Regions from separate parts of the Cyprinus carpio genome. Here region 2 is linked to region 1. Evidence: chromatin contacts called from public Hi-C data. All regions are on one chromosome and are shown on one strand. The core of a region is the stretch at or near the end of the contact, and the rest is flanking DNA. Distances in the headings are between cores, read along the strand shown. Region 1 holds the start of LOC109107386 (rho guanine nucleotide exchange factor 12-like). Region 2 overlaps LOC109107386 (rho guanine nucleotide exchange factor 12-like).

Region 1 (5,862 bases), core at 2,304-4,803:
GATTATTTGGGGGAAAAGGATTGTTTACCCTTATTTTGATGGAAACTATAATGGTATTGCAACCACACCACCATTTTAGCAGGATTTTAAAGGACTCCATTTTTGAATTTCTATGCAGCCAGTTTAATGTATAAAAAAAACAAACGCAAATATACAAAGGTAGAATACAAAGGTTCAGTAGCAATGAACATAAATACAGATTACCGTAAGAGCCTTTACACATGAAACACTGATGCTTATCCAAACTTTCCTTTTCAAAATAAATAGGTCTCAAATAACACAAACAAATGTCCATCTGATAATCACTGACAGCAGACGGTGACGTCTAACTGAGAGCAGGTGGCCTGTTCTTGCCTTTGAAGGAGATGACCTGTCTTTCCTGATCACTATCACAGAACATCACCTTACAAAACCAGCTATACCCTGCTCAGATTCTGACACTAAACTGAGAGTTTCCGCCCTGCTGCACACCTCTTATGTATTCACGCAGTTTGCACGATGGATATAATCAAAAAAGAGTGGGTGTGAAAACAAAGAAGTGTCAGCACATGCATCAAGGCACAACTCTGCACACAGATGACAACACATTAGCTTACCCAGCATGCTTCTGTGTTTTGTTCTTTGAAATGTGTGTCCCTGGCCTAGTAATACAGGTAAAAACTCAAGAGGTGGAAACCACAACAAGAGAGTCTCACATCGAGGCCAGCTGTGCTCTTAAGAGCAGCATAAGCAGAACATAGCGAGATACCTGGAGTGACATGCATACCGACCACATATCTAAAGTCTTTCTTGTCACAAGCTGTGTGCTCACAGGTGTGCGCAATCAACACACATCAGTCAGTCCTCCGGCTCCTGAGTGACTAATGCATCGCCATAACACAAAAAAAAAAAGAATGAGTACTTTGACAGCACCTTTCAAAGTGAGTCTGCTTTGAAAAATATTCACATACACTGAGTTCATCTGAAAGACAGACATGTAAATTTGCGCTGCAAGGTCATAAGGTCACCTATCAGTCTTCTTATCAACTCGACTTATTTGTGGAAATTGAGGTTTGACTGCACATATTAGCTACACATAAAAGACCAGACCGAATGACTTGAAATAAAAATGCATCACACTTATGATAATGTTACCTAGCATGCATTAAATTTGTTTGTGTTCTATTATATGGGGATATTTATTCTGATTTTCTACTCACCCATTTCAACAGGTGACTAACTTGAATTATATAAACAGCACTGGCACTATGGTACAGTAATTGCATGGTACACTGATGTGTATTGGAATACTAAATTATTAATGCAATAAAATACTGGGGCAGCTGTGGCCTAATGGTGAGAGAGTTGGACTTGTAACCCGAAGGTCGCAGGTTCGAGTCTCGGTGCTGGCAGGAGTTGTAGGTGGGAGGGAGTGAATGAACAGCGCTCTCTTCCACCCTCACTACCCATGGCTGAAGTGCCCTTGAGCAAGGCACTGAATCCCCAGTTGCTCCCCGGGTGCTGGATATATAGCGGCCCACTGCTCCGGGTGTGTGTTCACGGTGTGTTCACTTCTCACTGCTGTGTGTGTGCACTTGGATGGGTTAAATGCAGAGCACCAATTTCGAGTATGGATCACCATACTTGACAAATGTCACGACTTTCACTTTCACTTTTTTTACTTACATGGTACAACAAAGTACCATGTAAAGAATACTATGGGGTACCAAAACCCTGGCAGTACCATAGTACATTTCTGAAAATATTTGAGCTCTTAAAGACAACACCTTTATAAAAAATAAATTAAAAAAAATGACTATGACAGCAGTACCATAGTGAAGCATGTTAATAGTATCTTATTTTGACATATACTAGCGAATGACAACTATTCATATACCAAAGGTTTTACTTAGTATCCCGAGAATACTATGGTATTACTATGGTACATGTCCAAACATCAGGGTCTTACCATGGAACTGTGTAAGTGAATTGTGTAGCATATATTTTGTTGAAGTGTGGCAGATTAATCTCAACCATACAGTGTTTTGGATATGTATACATGTATAAACAGAGTCATAAACCTAAGACAGTTCATCATTATAAACACAACCATGTAAATATTATATGTCATCATTTACCTCTCAGCAAGCGTGGACTGTGTGCCGCTCATTGGGCTTTCCTTTCTTGATTTTCTTCAGCTCTTATCCAATTAGCATTTTACCAAGGTAAAACACCTTTGCATTTGAAAAAAAAAAAAAAAAATAAACACAAAACAACAACAGCCGGGTGACACTTTTCAATTTTGACAGTTCCGTCTTGATGTGAATGGTAAAGTCTCCTCTTGAACAGAACAGAAACAAACAAGCTTATGTTTTATATTTCCACGGTTTGTCTGCGTTGGTCTCAGTAGTCTGTGTCATTTGACTGTAGCGCTACACAATACAAGAGTTAGCAAAGAAAACCGACGCTAAACGCAAACACATAGAGGATCAATGGAGAAAAACACTTTCTGTTGTCTGAGACGCTTCATCATTTTCCCAGCCAAAATGCCACCACACAGACCGACAGGCTTCCCCCTCGCCTCTGTCTGGATACAGACGCCTTTGTCAATCCCGAAGCACGGCTGGAAGTAAAGCCAGAGAAACAATCTTTTGTTAATGTGTTGCCTTACGAATGAAGGGGACTGTCCGGCTGCATTTCGCGTCAGTCCAAAAGATCTTCGCAAAAGCTCTACTTCGTAAATCTCGACGGGTTTCTATCATTCCCCCCACTGAAACACTTCCAACTCGGCATTCCTAAACTCAACCTTATCTTAAACGCGGGATTTTCACTGCTGCACAAAACGTCAGTTTGCAGTACAAACCACACCATTAATTGAATTGGTAGTGCAAAGTAAGTCTGTTAACTAAATATACATCCTTTTAGGCCTCTTACACGCTGAATGGACTTTTTCTCCAGAAGAATGTGTCCTGGCCACTCCGAATGTGTGAAAATCTGGGGGAATTCAGCATCCACACGGTTCAACCTTTCATTGTAATTCCTTCCCTACCTATTTCAACTTCTAGAATTTTATATTGCATATTTTCCACTGCAAACTTTACGAATCGTTTGATGTTTGCTCTGGGGCAGCGGCGGGGTTAGTTCCCAGTTCAGGAATTCTGCTCAAAACAGCTTCGTTTCAAAGCGGCAAAAAAATACAATCCAAACTTTACGGATGTGCAACAACACATATTTTCCTCTCGCGAACGGATTCCTTCTGTTCTTGGAATAATTTGTTTTGAAACTTTGGTTTAGTCCAGTCCTTCCCTTCTAGTCTCCATGTTTTCCGAAATTCAGTAGCTTTTAGCCGTTCTTTTTCCAACAAAATCCGTACACCAAGAATTCCGTCTCTATACAAGCGCAAATAAAGAAAACACACACATGCGCGTTGTCACATGTGTCAGTCTGGCGCTGTACGAAGATTAAAAACGATTAAGAAGAAATCACAAAAATCCAGATAATTCCCGAGTTTCAGTAAAATCACATCCCGGATTCCTACGCCTGCGACGCTTCACCACTTTTTGGCGTATCCTTCCGCAAACAGCACTATCAAGTGTTGTAGACTTGCCTACTAGTTGTCATTGGTAAAGTACTGACAACTAGTAGGCGGTAAATAAGGAGCATTATTCACTCACTTAAACCAGTAAATCAAACAAGGTGTTTTACAGATTAGCCAGAATCTGCGATGAATAAACAAAATCATTATGTTTAAGAGGCATTCTGATGAAGAAGCGGATCAATATTTAAATATCACTTATAATTGAATGATAAAATCAAATTAGGAGAAGAATAAAATAAATACAGAAAACAAACATATTCTGGAATGAAAGACAGACTGATACAATAAAGCTGTGATTTATTTGTCAATATTTATCAGAATGAGCATATTTAAATCTTTCGCGCCACCTACCGGTTCATTCCTACTGGTGGTTCTGCAGTGCCAAACCAACTACAAACATGATCAGTGTTCAGAAGACTTCAAAGCAATGGGTGAATATCATATTTTCAATGTTTGTATACCCAGCAACATTTAGCAATAATCCCTAATTAAAATAATATGTAAACAGAGATAATTAAAGAGATATTATTTTCATTTGACAATAAAAATATGTATATAAGCTACTGTAAAAATACTTGCAGTGGTGAGATGATAATCACAAGGTGTAGGCCCGGAGAATATTTTGACAAAATATTTCTTGTGTAGCACATTCTTTTAATAATCAGACCAACAAATAAGCAGGTGGTTAAAAACTACACTTTTCATCTGAATCCACAAATTTATCTTTAGTGTTTTGTTTGTCCAAAAAAAAAAAAAAAAAAAAAAAAGGCTTTATTCATATGGACTCATGCAGCATACTGTCTAAAAGATCTGCATGGTACCACATTCTCCTTTAATCTCAAAACAGCCCTCTTTCATCATCAAAAAAGTTTGCCACTTTTTACATTTCAAAATTCCTCTGCTGTTTGGATTTAGTGGCAACTAATCACATACATATGGCTTCCTCCTGTTTGAGTAAGTCCTGTTTGCACTTTCATGATAATGTGTAGTTGTGTTTTCGAGCACTTTGGTAAAATATCAATGTCATGGAAATTCATGGAAATTGGAAAAGTCATGGAAAATTAACAATAACTTAATATTTCATAGAAATGTCATGCAATGTAAAACAATCTTAAATCTTAAAATAAATATTAATTATTTTTAAATATTTTATATAAATTAATAAATCTTAGTATGTCATGGGAAAGTTATTAAAATGAAAGTTTTAATATGTCATGCAAAAGTTATGAAAATTAATAAAATCATAATATGTTATGGAAAAAAATGTGAAAATGAATAAAACTTTAATATGTTTTGAAAGATTCGTGGAAAATGAATAATATCTTAATTTGCTTTGGATAAATTTGTGGAAGTCAATAAAATCTTAATATGTAGTGGAAATAAATAATATCTTAAGTCTTTGAAAAAATGTGGAAATTTAATTGGTGGACTAATTAATAAAACTCAAGAAAGTCAGAAATGATAGAAGTAGCTATATTGAATTTATATTTTTCTAACTGTGTTTTAGAGGTTTCACCTTTTGTGCAGATTTTATATATATACTGTATATATCTATTAAAAATGAACCCTGTAAACTAACAAAGTGCTACATAGAGCTATGTATATCAGCAAAAATGCCACTTTTCCCAGTCCTAATGCACAGAGAGGCCTATTTCACTTTAACAGCATGTCCATTAGCTTCATCCAGCTTGTACTGTTCCTTCCATCGCCTGTATTTGACACGAGTTTTCTTGCAGGCAAAACGTGCAATATCTATCATGAAGATCCAGGAGAGAGTGTAAATAGCCACCCCACCAACTTTCACTATAAGCAATGGTTTCGGAGAAGCTAATACACAATAAAGCATTCTACTCCCAACACCAATCCTCACAGAGGCAAACAGAAGAATGAAGAGCAGGTCCACCACATCTCCGGCTAAACTGTCATAGCGGCCCATGCGCTTGAGGAACCAGCGGGCCTGCAGGAGCGGGTTGGTGATCTCGCTGCCGAAGAGGACAGCGCAGGTCTCGATGCCCGACTCGCCGAGCTCTAGTGCCAGCACTATCCCGAGGATGCTCATAGTATGGTGGGCCAGCATCACCGGACCCTCAGTGCGGAAATACACACACCAAGCCATGTCAAAGAGGAAGTATCCTAAACTGAGAACAAGAGCCAGGATCTGGAGAGATGTGTTTTCAGTGCCTGGAAACAAAAGGAAGAGATCTCAAAAGTCACATCCAATTAATTCTTGAAGAATTATTTACATTTAACTTACATATTATCCTTACAAAGCCCTTACTTTAAAA
Region 2 (6,595 bases), core at 58-2,557, 58 kb before region 1:
TCGTGTTTTCTTTGATTTCTCCTCACTTCCATCTTTCTCAGGCTTTATACTTTTCTGTTTAGGGAGCACAGAGACAATAGTTAGGTTTCTTTGGTTTCACAGAGTCATTTGGAGACAGAGTCAGGAAGTTTGCTGAGAGTTTGTACCTTGATCTTAGGGAAAAGATTCATTAGCTTGGGCTTGTGCTCCAGCCCTCGAGACTCCTTCACTTTTACGCCGAGCTGCTTCATATATGACAGTATCACAAACTGCATGGTGCTACTGTGAAAGAGAATGACAGTATGAGAAAAAAATACTTGGAAATTGTTCACATCCCTAAGTTTGAACAGTAGTATTAAAAATGGCATTATTACATCAGTATATATACCAAGGTGTTGATGATTCGGCCAAAACTAGAGTCTAGCTGATGTTTTTCTAATCCAGCCTTAGACTTAAACTTAGTTTCACTCACTGTGGTAGTTTAAAATGGACTATTCTGAGAAATCATTATCTGTCATTTCCAGCAGGGGGAGCAAGAGCTTAGTTCAGTCCATGCTGAAATACTTTACAGCGTGCAGAAAATTATTCTGACAGCTAGGACCCCAGCTGAAGAACTCACAAAGCTGTTCTCACAAACACTTACAAGCCAAACAGATGACTTGTACAATGTGTAACCACAGTCAGTGCCAGAGCAGAAATAGCCCTCACAAGCTCCTGTCAGAGGCTTCATGAGGCTCCACTCTCTTGTATGCCATCTGGGCGGACACACAACGCCTCAGTCCCTTCTGCTGCCGCCCATATGGGCTCCTGACCGATCATATGCTGCAACTACACACCACTCACAAGACTGCAACAAAATCTGGGAGGGAAACTGCAGGGCTAGTGTGACTTGAAGCAGGTTTTTGCCTTTAAAATGTACCTTTTCACTTTAAGGTTTTGTTTTACTACTTTATAAAGTAATGTAAAACTGTACCATTTTACTAAATACTCAGTTTCTGTGTGACCTTGGATTTAGTTTCAATCTGTAAGGCAGGACAGTGTTTCAGGGGTTAATATGGGGTGATGTAATATGTCATTTATGGAGGGAGAGGACATGAGAATTCCCCTTACCACTTATCTTCCTCTGTGGCCTGTGACGTCAATCTGAAACAAAACATAAGTTGCTGAAGTGTGAGAGACACACACAACTTCCAGTGTGTTTTCCTTCTCGTTTGAATAGTGTAACATGTAATATTTACCCATTTTGGATTTAACCTAAAGATGTTATCATAATTAGTTTAATTTCAATACAATCACATTAGTCTAGGTTTAATCTTAGTCAATCTTTGGGTAAAATGGGAACTTGTTAAATAATGAATAACAATGAATGGCTGTCGGCTGATGCCAATATGACCAATAACCCCTTTTAAAATAATGTTAATATTCTATAAATCAACAAATTTGGTCAAAATGACATCATTATCCTTTAAGGAAGTGGACACAGCTAAGAAAAGTAAATCCTACCTCTTTTTTCCCCACTTTATTTTTCAGTTTTGTTAAATTTGTCCGTTGGGAACAATTTATTTATTAAAAAGTGTGTATAGTACTTACCCCAGCATTATATTAGCATTCATTTCTATTTCTAAAAAGCCCCTTGCAAACATTTATAAATCACCTGTTATCTTTTTGAAGGCATATACACCTCAGTTAACATACTGGTCCCTTGCAAAAATATAGTATTTACCTTTTACAAAATGTACATACTCCTTAATCATGTATATTTACATAAAAGAAGAGGACTGAGAACAGAGCCCTGTGGGACACCCTGAGTTAGGGGAGTAGTGCAAGACTTAAATTCATGGACAGCAATCAAGTGTTGTCTATCAGTGAGCTATGATTACAACCATGAAAGCCCATGAAGCTAAATGATATATTGGCATTTTTTAAATACAATTCTGAACATCTTAAAAATTCTATAAGAGCTTTGCAAACATGATAAAATGGGTATTTAAATGGTAGTGATCTGTAGTGTGTAAGCAATAACTACCATACACAGAGAGACAACAAAGAAGAGAAGGACAAGAAACCTTTCAAGAGAACAAATGGCATCATCTAAAAGTATATTCACATACATGTTAGCATGAACAAGTGCACTTACAGTACATCCTCAATCTTAGAGATAATGTGCTCTGCACAGGATCGCTCTTTTTCCAGAGCCACGCGATCTCTCATTCTCTCTGTATCCAGACGGGCTAGCTCTGCTTCAGCCAGGGTCAGACCCATACTGCGCTTGTGCCTGTAACATACAGATAATACACAAGTGAATTTAGTGGAAGAGATGGTTTTGACTGACACTTGTGCTGGTAAACTGGAGATGAAGAGTGCGTGTTGGGGTCTTTATCTGATCTGTATTAGATGAGTGCATCTCACCTGAAGTCTTCTAGGTTCTTCTGGATGTCAGGTAGTAGTGTGTCCTGCAGCTGCTGCACATATTGACGGTGGACGTCCTCTGAGATGGGTTCCGGCCTCTTCCGTTCTGCATTATTTGAGTGTGCAGTCCGTTCTATGCAAACACAAACAGGTATAAAAGTCATGCAAAGTTACACTAAAATGAGGTGCACAGTATATTGGCACCATTATCGATAATCAGAATTATCTTATTTAACAATAAATCAGCAAATACAGATTAATTTAAAAATAATAAACTAAATATCAGACAGTTAAATTGTTGTTTTATTCAGCCAATATATTTTGTTCTTTTATTTTTTAAAAACAGCCCCCTAGTATTTAGAGTTTTGAACTTACCCAGGTCAGCGATGATGGATTCTGGCACTGTTACTTTCAAGCTCTGTTAAAAAAAACAAAACAAAACAAAAAAAATATTTAACTCTTAATCAGAAACCACATCATCTATCACAACCTAAACAAGCTGAGACTGCTTTAAAGTTCCTCACAGCTGTTTTATCTATGAAGAAGGTATCCATGAGGATTCGTCGTGTCTCTTTGGAGCTGGTCTGTTTGTAAATTTCAGCATAGAGGTAGCACAGCTGAGGAGCGAGAAGAGAAACAAGTGATGTGACTCATCTGGTCTGAGACGAAGCCGTAAGCATGCAAGAGAGATTCACGGAACATGGAAAGTAATTTATAAACATTTTGTTAGATTCCTGGAAATTCCAGGTTTGTGGGTAAGAGCGGTGATCGATCTCACCAGCGGTGCAGGGTCAAACTGAGAGACCACATGATGGATGAAAGCTGCCAGGTGAGCAGGCCGAGATTTCAGGAGGTCTACGCTCTGAAAACAGCTACACTGGCCATTCATCTAGAGACAGAGAGAGTTAACTTACATTACTAGTACACATTAATATATTATTCAACTTTATGATTTAATGCATAACTTAAATGTGGGCTTGTGAATGTAAATGTGTATTTTATTTTGCTATTTTCCATGAATAACCACTGGGCTCTGTTTAAAATGCTAGTAGGCTTCCTTCTTATCAACTGTCTACCTAGGCAGCTACCTTCTAAGATGACATTATAAGCAGGGTCTCAGAAAAGAGGGGAAAGTGGAACTCCTAGGCATTACTTACGTAGAGCCAAACTGGACTGTGGATTAGGGTCCCTGCAGAGGGATCACTATTTCAAATGAGAAAGACCCTAAAAACGCAATGTAGTCATCTCCAGCAACACAACATCATTAAGAAAAGTTAGTGACTTTACGCATACTGTATGAGAAATTATTTGATGCATCAATCCAGTAGGAGATGAAGATTGTGTGATATGTCTCCTGTAATGGATTTATATATACTGGGAATTATATTGGCTTTAATGTAAACTATAATGGTGTCTACTGGTATTTGATGGATTCTATTGGTGGGATGTAATCTGGCAGATGGGAAACAAAAGAATAATAGTAATTCCTATTGGAATAATGGCCAAAACACACTACAAAAAGGAATTATGTAATTGTTTTAATGGAAACCATAAGAATTCTGTGATGGTTTCTACTGTTGCAGGGGTGTCCAAACTCAGTCCTGGAGGGCCGGTGTCCTGCAGAGTTTAGCTCCAACTTGCCTCAACACACCTGCCTGGAAGTTTCTAGTAAAAGCTTGATTAGCTGGTTAGGGTTGGGGCTAAACTCTGCAGGACACCGGCCCTCCAGGACCGAATTTGGACACCCCTGCTTTAAAGCTATCTATTTTATAAAGTACTATATAAATAAACGTGATGCAACTTTAGTTAAGTGGAGTGCCAAATTGCAGAGCATATCCAGATCACTATGAACAAATGCTTTCTTAACTGCTGTTTTCTCACCACCGTCATTTTGTTGTGTTTATTTGTTATTAAGAGGAAAGCCTGAAGTACATATTACATAATCATCTAAACACCACTCTCAGCACAGGCGGTGCTGGGATGTTTGCTAGCATTATATCGCTGCTCAGGTATTTCAAACTTTGTTTTACCTCTAAGCTAAGAACAAAAAAGAACTTTGTCATGAGTTATATCTAGGCAGCTCACTAGTGTTTGAAGCAGAGCCTGTGAGTACAAGAATCAAAAGGCAGTAATGTACAGACTATATCCAAGCCACGGTCAGCCCTACCTGTTCCTGCTCTGTGTCAAAGTCTTCGTCCTCAGCACCAATGATGGGTGCTACCGGACGAGAGGAGGGGCTCCCCACACTCGACTGAGAATCCTAAATGAGAAGCATTCAAATTATGCACAGCACTGAGAAACTACAAATGAAGACATGAGGTCAAAGAGGTCCCTCACAAGGTCAGGTGTATCTTCGGCGTCCGGTGAAGGACAGGAGTTGAGGCTGTCTCGGGGTGTGGTCTTTGGGCTGTGGCAGGGGGTCTCTCTTTGGCATGGACTCTCTGGGACAGGACTGGGAGTGACCTGCACAGATCAATTGACAGCAAATTTTACACAAAGGAACCATAAATCAGCATCCAAGCAAATGTGAAATGAGGAAGGTGAGTCTGACGGGAAGCAGGTCTGCTGTACTGACAGGGGTTGTGGTATTGTTGGACAACGGTGGCTCCATTCCAGCATCGCCCTGCCATGAAGGGGGCTGATTCAAATCTCCCCCTCCATCCTCTTGCTCTCCTTCTCCTGGCCTTGGAGATAAGGAGCCATCCTACAACAAACACAAAAAAACATTTATTAGAACTGCAAAATCATGACATTTCCAGAATGTGAAGTGTAGTTTCCGCACCACTAGTTAAAATAAGGACTGTTAATGAAGACCACAGAGGTCAGGAATTATTATTTTTCTGCATAGTTTTGTTGATGATGTAACAACAACATGCAAAAAAAAAAAAAAAAAAGGCATCTTATCCTTGTTAACTAGTTTTTTGCCACGGCAACAATGCAATGAGTGACAGGGAATTCCATTTGAAACGTTTTTATTTGGTACAGATCAGTAACTAATTGTTCTTTGTATAATATTAAAATGGTTTCTTTTTTGTAATTTGATTATGTATTCATTCATCTTATTGCGAGACAGCCGTGTGCTTGCAGAGAGAGAGAGACTGCCCACACGCTTTTCTGTCTGGCTTTGATTTGTAATAGATTTTGTAGATACTTTGCATCTAGTGTGAACAAAATGCTCGTCTTTTGAATCTTATTGTTGCATCATGCATGTCAGGTCATTTTAAATTTAGTTCAAGTTTTGGTAGTTTTGTTGTGTTTTTATATAGCTTTGATTATACATATTACAGCTTTTGATCTATGCGTTCGACACCATAGACCACGACATACTCATAGATAGATTACAAAACTATACAGGTATTTGAGGGCAGGCTTTAAGATGGTTTAGATCCTACCTGTCTGATCGCTACCACTTTGTTTATTTAAATGGGGAGTCATCTCATTTATCACCAGTAAAATATGAAGTGCCACAAGGATCTGTCCTAGGTCCTCTGCTATTTTCAATATACATGTTGCCCCTTGGTAATATCATTAGAAAATACGGGATTAGTTTCCACTGTTATGCTGATGATACTCAACTATATATCTCAATGAGACCAGATGAAATTTCTAAATTATCTAAGCTAACAGAGTGTGTTAAAAATGTAAAAGATTGGATGACCAATAATTTTCTCCTATTAAATTCAGGTAAGACAAAGATATTACTTATTGGACCAAAAAACATTACACAGAATATCGTAGATTACAATTTGCAATTAGACTGGTACTGTTACTTCCTCTTCTGTCAAAAATCTGGGTGTTATATTAGACAGTAACGTGTCTTTTGAAAATCATATTTCCCATGTTACAAAAAAAGCATTCTTTCATCTTAGAAACATTGCCAAGCTACGAAACATGTTACCTGTTTCTGATGCAGAAAAGCTAGTTCATGCATTCATGACCTCTAGACAGGACTATTGTAATGCACTGTTAGGTGGTTGTCCTGCATCTTCAATAAACAAGCTACAGGTAGTCCAAAATGCAGCGGCTAGAGTCCTTACCAGGTCAAGAAAATATGATCATATTACCCCAATTTTACAGTCTCTGCACTGGCTACCTATTAAGTTCCGTATCAGTTAGAAAAAAAATTATTACTTACTTATAAGGCCCTTAATGGTTTAGCTCCTGCATACCTAACTAGTCTTCTACAATGCTGCAATCCATCACACTC

The links. Hi-C and Micro-C count contacts between places; a contact is called where the count stands out from the background.
Region 2: a contact with region 1 is called in a Hi-C map of skeletal muscle, with 7 times the contacts expected there. The contact joins the enhancer-like site here to the promoter of LOC109107386 in region 1. A contact is called at or near these places in 5 of 8 Hi-C or Micro-C datasets (liver and skeletal muscle).

What each region holds. Positions count from the first base shown.
Region 1 is chrB5:22,539,717-22,545,578 of ASM1834038v1, reverse strand. LOC109107386 (rho guanine nucleotide exchange factor 12-like) reads right to left here and starts at 3,553. Exons shown (of 38, transcript XM_042724938.1): 1 at 2,118-3,553. The coding sequence starts at 2,149. LOC109071927 (TLC domain-containing protein 5-like) reads right to left here. Exons shown (of 3, transcript XM_019088229.2): 3 at 4,890-5,758. The coding sequence ends at 5,226.
Region 2 is chrB5:22,594,728-22,601,322 of ASM1834038v1, reverse strand. LOC109107386 (rho guanine nucleotide exchange factor 12-like) reads right to left here. Exons shown (of 38, transcript XM_042724938.1): 8 at 4,964-5,092; 9 at 4,726-4,851; 10 at 4,556-4,648; 11 at 3,167-3,277; 12 at 2,913-3,005; 13 at 2,764-2,806; 14 at 2,389-2,521; 15 at 2,117-2,254; 16 at 1,090-1,122; 17 at 147-261; 18 at 1-54. Among protein-coding and RNA genes, the nearest start is that of LOC109084465, 28 kb to the left of the region's middle. Within about 2 kb of position 1,307, at least 1 of the 8 cell types and tissues checked has an H3K27ac peak or open chromatin away from gene starts, as enhancers often do. A contact at or near this core is called in skeletal muscle, where this site is marked.